Linked DNA regions of Anas platyrhynchos: region 2 is linked to region 1. A link is a contact called in public Hi-C data. All regions are on one chromosome and are shown on one strand. The core of a region is the stretch at or near the end of the contact, and the rest is flanking DNA. Distances in the headings are between cores, read along the strand shown. Region 1 holds the start of NCOA2 (nuclear receptor coactivator 2). Region 2 overlaps NCOA2 (nuclear receptor coactivator 2).

Region 1 (4,402 bases), core at 1,183-3,682:
CACTGAGAATTCAAAGGAATTAAAAGCTTCTGTCTGTGTTAAGTTTCACACCAGGAAAGGTTTGCAGATCACAGTGAATAATCAAGTGACTGTACAATGTGATGCTGTGAACAAAATAGCCAGCAAGGTTAGAAGTCTAAGTGGGAGGAGGATGAACATGGGAGGATGACAGAATGCATATATTGCTCTTGTTTTAAACTGAAGAAGCTTCTTGTGAAAAGTGAAACCCATCTCTACTCAGCTTAATGCAGCACTGGTGCAATACATTGGAGGGGATTCAAAGAGCCATAAAGCTGAATAAAATCCAGCACTGAAGTGTGTTTAGTGAATCCTTTTCCCTCTGGAAGATGATGCTTTCCCTTTAAAGAACAGCAATTAGGAATAACATAATTCCTGGCCTTTGTACACAGTGATATTTTTGACCAGCGTTTTGTATTCTGGCCCTAGATGACAAAACGTATTTACTCACGAGTTAACAGCTTATAACAAATTTCGGAGGATCCAAACATATGTGGATGTAGTTAAATCCCCTCTCTCACCCAGTTTGCCAAGGACACTCAGCTGCTTCAGACTTAGGGGTTTTCTCAGTGCTGAACCCTTAAACTTTGTGGTAGGTGGGCAATCTGTTGTGTTTGTACTGCAGCAAGGTAAAAGGCCTGCCTTGCTCTTCCTGGTGGATTTAGGAAATAATTTAATAAGGAGTTTTGGTTACATTGAAGGATGTGCAGGGTTGGACAAAATCAAGCATTTTTAAATAAGAAATACTGGAATTAAAATTACCTGTGCAATTCTAAATTAGACTGCTTATGGTCATAATATCAAAGACACTATTTTTTTCCCAGAGGACCACTGCTTCATTTCGCATAGGGGAATGAATGTATCATGACCGTGAGGTAAATGAGATTATTGCCTGTATAACAGTTAGCTTATTTGCTACAGAAATTTGCACAGATATAACAAATGAGACCAGAGGAAAAGCTCTATCTCTTTGCCCCAGGTTTCTTTCCACATACAAGCTGCTCTCGTTTGCCATGTTATTTCAAGGCAATATTCTGAGTTCTCTGTGCTTCAGCCAGAACAGCCCTTCGATCTCTTTGCTGACTGCCTGTCTATGGGCAAGTTGGAAGAGCTTTCTGCAAACACAAGAGTTTCTCTGCCTGAGCACGACCGATGCGCAGGGACGTTCCCAACAGTTGTCCTCTCCAGTTGCAGCAGCCCAGCACTGGAGCATGCCCACTTGGAGTGATGCCAAAAGCACTCCCCTAAAAGGGTGGCATTTGGGGTAGGTAGGATCTCTTGTTAATTTAGCAGCAAAGCTAAGCATATGTAAATTATCCCCTCCGTCCCCCCAGCTTCCTAATGTGACAAAATTGTACCATACCGAAGTTCTTTCTCCAGAGGGGGAAAATATTATAAGTTTTCAGTGGACAGAGGAAACAAGCAGGGCAGAAGGTTTGCCTTAAATTTGTTTTGAGAGACAACTGAACTATTATTACTGAATGAAAGAAAAAAAAAAAGCAAAACAAACAAACACAAAAAAATGAGTCAGACAAGAGCATGGGGAAACACAAGCAGCACTGGTACTACAGCAAAATGTAACTACCAAACAAGGTTTACGATAAAAAAACAGTATCGGAGTATCTGCTGAGCTAGCCATACTATCAGTAACTATGTATAATGCCTGGATAACTGCAGAAAAACTTAGGACTACGTATTCCTGTGAGAAAGCATTAAAAATAACAATTGTTAGAGCCTGTAGAGTATAACTTGCCATTAGTGATAGTTGTGAAAACATAAGGCTGATCTTTTAAGACAGCATTTCTGCATCACGGCTTGCCTGCAGAACTAAAGGGCAATGTTTAACAACCATCCTTCGGCCCTCAATAATTTTTAACTCGCATCTCCCCATCCTGCGAGAGAGTCGGTGCTGCTGCACGGTTGTGCGGCGGTGCCACAATTTGCACGCAACGCGTTTTCCTTTTTTTTAAAAAAATTTTTATTTTGTTTAGGGGGGGGGGAAATAAGACCACCCCCTTCTTTATGGTGAAGACGGGCCACTACAAGGGAAGCTCCCCAGTCCCGCAGCGGGCTGCGTTTAAAGTCTCGCCCTGTGAGGGCGAAGGACTTTTTTTTTTTTCCTTTTTTTTTTTTCTTTCTTTTCCTTTCTTCTCCCCCCTCCCTCCCCTTTTTCCCCCCGGTGGGTGCAGGGCTTGGGGGGAGCGGGGCTGCCATTGTCCCCGGGGGCGGGCAGCGGGACGGCCCCGCGGCCCGGGGGGACATCGGCCGGGGGTGGCGGCGCCTCGGTGCCACCCAGCCCGGCCGGGATCGGCTCGGCTCGGCTCGGCCTCCCCCAGCGCGGGGCCCGGCCGCTGCCGCTGTGCCCGGGGGCAGGGGGGGGGAGTGCCTTGTGCCTCCCCCCGCCTCCTCCCCGTCCAGCCCTCCTCTGGGTAGAAGAAGGAGGGGAGGAGGAGGAGGAGGGCGAGTGGTGGGAGGGTCTCTGCATTGAAATAAACAAGCAGGCAGTTATTAAAACGGGAACATGGCGGCCGCAGCCCCAGCTTCAGCTTCGGCTTACAAAGCGAAGGTCAGCGCCGCCGGCGGCCGCGGGGGACGCCGCTGACCCCGGTACCGGCTCCCGCACGCCCCCCTCGGCCCCGTGCTCGGCGGGGGGGGTGTGCCCCGGGCCCCCCCCACGCCTCCCCGACGGGCACCGGGGGCCGCCCGGGGCCGCGGAGGGGCGGCGTTGGCGGGCGGCTGCCCCCGCGCTGACGCCGGCCGAGGGGAGCCGGGGAGGGGGGAGGAACCGGGCGGGGGTCGCGGCCCCCTCGGCGGGGAGGTGAAGGGGAAGAGGGGCTGCGGGGCTGCCCCTCGAAGGGGCATCGTGCGCGCACACCCCCCTTTTTTTTTTGGGGGGGGGGGAGGGTGGGTACTGCCCCGGGACGCCCCCCCCTCCCTGTTGTGGGGGGGGCGGGTCGAGGGGTGCATGCACCGCACCCTGCCGCCGCCGGGCCGGGGGGGGGGTCGCTTTGCTGCGGCCAGGCCGGCCGGAGGTGGGGAGCCGCCTCCCCGCGGCTGCCGGGGGGAGAAAGTGGGGGGAAGGCAGGGGGCGCCGCGGGGGGGCGCGGGCATCCGCCGGGGGAGGGCATGGGGCAGAGCGGGGCTCGGAGGGGGGATTGCAGAGGGGTGTTTAGGATCCCCCCCCTTCTCGCACGGGAAACTTGCAGGGAGGGTCTCTCCCTCCCCGCTGACAAAAGGGCTGATTTGGGGAGCAGGGCGGTGTTCGCCCCCTCCCCTTCCCCCGGCTGACAACGGCTGGGGGCCGCTCCGTTCCCCCTACGCCCCCCCCCACCCCGCTTCCCTTTTCCCTTCCCATCCCGGCTCGGCTCCTCCAGGTGCCCTCTGCCCTTCCCGGTGGGCCGGGGCGTGCGGGGGGGAAGGAGGGGGCAAAGCGGGCAACTTCTGCGAACTTTCTGCGCGGGGGTTGCGCCTGCGTGTGCGCGCCGGGCCGGGCTGAGCCGAGCCGGGGCCGGGCCGGGCTGAGCCGAGCCGCGGAGGCTCCGCGTTCGCGCAGCCCCGGGGCGGCCGCCGGCGCCTCTCGGGAGGGGTGGGTGGGGTGGGGGCCCGGCCGCCGCAGTGCCGTGTGGCTGCGTGTGTGCGCGGGGCGGGGAGGACGAGGAGGAGGAGGAGGAGGAGGAGGAGGAGGAGGGATGGCAGCCGGCTGGGCGCGGGGTCCCCGTGCGGGCGGGGCGGGCGGCGCCGCGCTCACCGCGGGGCTGCAAGGACGGGGGGGCGGCGGCGGCGGTGGTGGTGGCAGCGCCGAGAGCGGGGCCCCAGGCTTTTGGGGCGAGGGGGGAGAGGTGCCCCAAACCCTCCTCCCTCCGCGCAGCGCGGGGGCGCTGCGGGCCCCCCGCTGCCGCCGCGCTCCTCGGGGGCCGCCGGGCGCGGAGTAACCGCGGAGTAACCGCGGTGTAACCGGAGCCGCGGGGTCCGAGCTGCTCTCACCCTCGCTACTTGTGCCTGAAGTGTGTGTGTGCGTGCAGCCCGCTGTCTGAATGCACTTGTAATTTAGCCAGGAAGCAGCCTCCTTGTGAAAGGAGGCCGGCTTGCTTGTTGGGCAGTAATCGATCGCTGGGTTTTCTCCTTATGCTTTTATTTTATTTCGGGGTAGTCGGTTCGGTTATAAAGCCTGCTCACCTGCTTCCTGCGATATTTTTATGCTGTTTAAGAATAGTTTGAGCTCAGCGTATTGTGTCTGGCTATGACAGTTACAGCAAAGCTCTATTGCCACTGTAAATAAGTAGGCAGTTTAAGGCTGCCACTCTTTTTACTTAAAGCATTTCTCGTCGCTGTTCTTACTTCGCTGCCATTGTGCCTGGTGGCAGTCATTTGTTCTCATCCCTTT
Region 2 (4,402 bases), core at 701-3,200, 72 kb after region 1:
TTTCACTGTAAAAGAAATGTGTTGTCCATTTTGAGGTTTTTCCCTTTCTGTATTTTTCTTAACCATACATGTAATGACATCGAGTTCTGTATTGTTTTTCTCTTATGTTAACATAAATAACTGCTAAATAGAGAAAAGGAAAGAAAAAGTTAACTCAAGTTTCATACAAGATTATTTCCCCTCCAGGCAGGGGCAGTTGATCACAAGCAATAGCACTGCCCTTCCACATCTGAGACTTTGCAGCTGATACCTGGCTGCTCTGATTCAGTGCAAATGGGAAGCAAAATGGGTTGGCTTAAATTATCTTTATTAGATCTGTGTTCCCCTCGTCGTGATTTGAGCTATGCCATTTTACTTCAGGTCTTTGTGGCCTAGAAGTGTTTGTTGTGCAGTTATAGCTTTTCAGCTGAGCATTGGTAACTCCGGGATAGAAATGCTCACAGCTAAGAAACACTGGCTTGATTGTGTGTGGCCGCCTGCCTGTACCGTGCTTGCACATTGCTTGTAGGCATGCAACAGGACTGGTGGTGAAGACGAGCAAGGCTTCCGTGGTGTTCTCCTAGGCACTGCCCGAGCTCAGCAGCTCATTTGTAACTTGACCACTGATCTCAGATTTTCATATTCATGTAGTTCTTGGTTTAGTGAGCTGAATGACCTGTGCTACTAAGGTCTGAAAGGGAAGTGCCGTGAATTGCAATAAGGAAAGCTGCCTGATGTTTTCCTTTATAGGATGCTGGGTTCAGTTATTTATTTATTAGAACTTCGCAAAACATTAGCTTTTGGGGTTGAAATGTTTGAAGCTGAGTAGCTGCCTCTAACTTATTTTTTTTTCTTTTTTTTTCCCCCCCACCAAAATTATTTAGCTATTTATAAGAATGCATGGAAAAGTAGCTATTTCTTATGTATTTTTCCTTAAAAATAACCTTTTTGTTTTGCAAATGCTCACATCCCTCCCTTTGAAGCAGAAACTAGAAATTGCATGGTAGTGCAGAAAATGCTGGTGATAGGCTTTGGGGGAAGAAGAGTGGCTTATGAGTCACAGCTTTGCCTTTGTCAGCACTGTGAGAATCTCAGATCTAACCAAACTGTAAGCTTTTAAAGAAATCACAGTTCTCTCGTGCCGTCTTGAGCGCATTAGAGCTGTATGGCTGCAATTGACAGCGTTTTCCTTCTTGCTGAGCAAATTTGCACATCTTCTAATGCTGCACGGATTGCACATGTCCCATCACTAAGAACTGGCTAAAATACACCTGGGCAAGCTTCTCAGCAGGTGGTAATGAATGCCACTGGCCATTGTAACTGAGAGCAGAAAATCCTGCTTCTCTTATTCTCAATTATTTCTCCTCAAGCAACTTCAGAAGATAAACTGCTTGATTTGGAGACATGAAAGCTCAGCTGGGGGGTGGAAGATTGATAAAACTGGGGTAAGGGAGAGCAAGCTGTGCAGGCTGGGCAGGGAGGTTGGAAGCTGAACAGAGGCTGGGCTGGAGGACAAACCGGCTACCTGGTACCACAGTGCCCAAGAGCCAGGAGCAGAGCTACACTGTGGTCCCAGCCCCAAAATAACCCCATCAGTGAACAGGGAGTCAGGCCCAGGGTGTGAGGGCCCTGTCTTTTCCTTATCCTTGCTCTGTCTTCCCCCGGGGAGGCTCTCCTCTGCCACTGTGGTCCCCCGTAGTTTTTTTATGGGCAGAAGGTTTGGAACTTTGGCTAAAATGGATAAATCTGAGCTGAAAGAAAGAAGCAGACTGTCAAAGGGGAGTGGGACATAATAAGACACAGGGTCACAAGAATTGATGAGCAGAGGGACTGAGAAACTGAATCCAGGAGGCAGTGGGAGACCTGATGAAAAAGTGGGTGATGGGGTGGAAAAGAGAGCTGTGGGCAAGGGTACGAGTCAGTATGACTGTCTGTCAGGGAGTGGAGGAGGGACAAAGCATGGGTAGGCAAGGGCAGAGCATGGCACTGCCAGCCACCTCTGGGAATGACAGAGCAAGGAGAGGTGAAAAGTAGTAGGGAGTGGGGGTTTTTATGAGACCCAGACCCTGAAGGTAGGACTGAAGACAGGCTGGGACTTGAATCAACTCGGGCCAAAGGAAATGGGCTTGAGGAAAAGAGGCAGGGGAGCTCTGGAAATGCCTTTTCTGTAAAAAATTTTGGAATATCTGTAAATACTTTTGGTTTCTGTAGAAGCTCCTTGGGAATATGCCGACCACCATTGCTAGTCCCCTGAGGGAAGATTGCTTTGCCTATGCTAACCATTGCTCATTTACTCCTTTACCACAAGAGCTGCACGGTACACATAAAGATTGCAACTCCTCTGCTACCTTGTGCCACCTTGATACCCTGTGCCTTGTATCTGTGTGCCACCCTCACACTGACAATTTCTGCTGTCTTAGTTTGGTTTTGCCAGAAGTGGTGAAAGTAGTATCCAAGTCAAAATATGCCGTGAGCGTGTCTTTGCAAAGCTCCTTAGTTTGGCCCCTTGTGAGCATTACAACTGAATGTTATTTGCCCATGTGGTGACATCCTGTTTTTTTCCACAGGATCCCTGCTTTGTTGCGTGCACAGGATGGACCTGCTCTGGGAATGAACCTGCTGCATGCAGTGGCAAAGGCAGTTCTCCATAGTAGCCCTGCCTCAGTGACAACAGAAGCTGGGACTCGTGCGGCGAGCAGGGGCTGTGCTGATGCTCTGCGCAGCTGCACGCTGCCCTGGGGAACGGGACTCTCTTCCTGGCTGTGATGCTAGGTAAGTTGCTTAATCCGGCCTTTTCTCCTGTCTTTGTGTGTCTGGCTTTCTTGCGGGTGACTTGAGATCTTTGGATCTGATCTGGAAAAGTGCTGAGCACTGATAGCTGCGAGTGAGGCAGCGGGGGCTGAGGTTCGAAAGTGCTATATAAAGCACACTGTAATGCTAAGTACTGCGAAAAAATGAGGTCTGAGTTGTGCCAAGCTGGAGACAAAGTTGTCTTCGGAGTTGGTGAATCATTTTGACCTTAAAGTTGTCTCTGCTCTGGTTAGGAAGTTAGGACTAACAGCATTATTCTAAGTTAGGAGTGACGGAGTAACAGTGAGAGTAACCATTATGTTTGTCGAGTGCCTGGCTGCACCACTGAATTCACAAAGAAATTACTTGTTCTGTCTTCCGAAAAAAAGTTTGAATAGCGTGCAGTAAGTACGGAATCAGACCGTACAGCAAACACCAAGAGGAAAACAGATCGCTGTTTTGATTCGCGGTACTTCTGTACACTGAGCAAAAAGCAGAGATGCTGTGGGAATTGGGTGACACGACCGCGGTGTGTGCCATGCCACATAAGCAAACAAAGGCAAAGCTCAGGTTTCTCTGAAACTTACTTGTGACATTTCCTCCTGTTAGTGCTTGCCTTTACAGACGGATTTTAGTCTGGATGTTCATATCATGTAGTATGATTTGGGGTATAAGAAGCAGGGCATTTTTTGATGCTGTCAGCTCCAATAATGTGTGTGCACAAAGCTGAAATGACAAGTAAATTCATCGTTCATCCCAGGCACATGCCTCTTGTGCCTGGTTATTGTATCAGATACAAAGTACACAGTGTTTGTAATACCCACTATCAGAATGGCTTGAGGTCAGAATTTCAGCTGCATTTCTTCAGCCTCAGGATTCGTGTTTTCCCAGTGCGATGTCCATAGCCAGCTACAATAATGTTGTAATCACTAGATAGCAGTGAATTTTTGGCCAAGGCATGGTTAGGCTAAATATTGTTTTAACTTAGCTAACCTGAATGCAAAATATCTAACATTAGATCAGATTTTATGAATTAACCAAGAGCGTGTCTTTGGTGCCTAGAAACATAGTGAGCATGCTTGCCAGATAAGCTGTTACTCTCTATTACAGAAGAGGGAGACAGTAAAAGCCATGAAGCTTTAATAGTAGCTAAATATTACATTAAATACACAGAGTTAGAATGTGCATTCCCCTTCTAGCCTGCTCATGGGGGTTCCACTGCATCTGGCTCTGTGGAAGGCTGCAGCAATGCTTCAGGCACAGAGCAGGATTTCCAAGTGCTGCTTTCTAAGAAAACCTGAGATATTTTTGTCTCACTGCTGCCCTGCAGTGCAAGCGTTTCTGTAAATCCCAGCGTTTAAAACATAAACAACAAAAAAAGGAGGGGGAGAGGTTGAAGCGATCCGCGTTTTACAAGCAGAAGCTGAAAATGAAATTATTTGCCTTACCTAGAGCATTGGGAATGATGTTGCAATTAGACTGATGCAACAGCGCCTATTACAAAATGCTCGCCCAGCGCACGGCGGCTGCTGGAGGAAGGCAGGGGGCTGGACCAGCAGGGGAGCCGCGGGGCACCACGTTGGCACGGCTATGTGGGGAGGATTATCGGCTAACGCGGAGAGAGGAATGCCAA

The links. Hi-C and Micro-C count contacts between places; a contact is called where the count stands out from the background.
Region 2: a contact with region 1 is called in a Hi-C map of small yellow follicle, with 3 times the contacts expected there. The contact joins the enhancer-like site here to the promoter of NCOA2 in region 1. A contact is called at or near these places in 3 of 8 Hi-C or Micro-C datasets (liver, skeletal muscle and small yellow follicle).

What each region holds. Positions count from the first base shown.
Region 1 is chr2:34,448,389-34,452,790 of IASCAAS_PekinDuck_T2T, forward strand. It overlaps NCOA2 (nuclear receptor coactivator 2), which reads left to right and starts at 2,433. Exons shown (of 25, transcript XM_038173626.2): 1 at 2,433-2,584.
Region 2 is chr2:34,520,686-34,525,087 of IASCAAS_PekinDuck_T2T, forward strand. It overlaps NCOA2 (nuclear receptor coactivator 2), which reads left to right. Exons shown (of 25, transcript XM_038173626.2): 3 at 2,547-2,751. It overlaps LOC119715716 (a long non-coding RNA gene), which reads right to left. Exons shown (of 3, transcript XR_011807474.1): 1 at 3,594-4,402; 2 at 3,357-3,495. Among named protein-coding and RNA genes, the nearest start is that of NCOA2, 72 kb to the left of the region's middle. Within about 2 kb of position 1,951, at least 1 of the 8 cell types and tissues checked has an H3K27ac peak or open chromatin away from gene starts, as enhancers often do.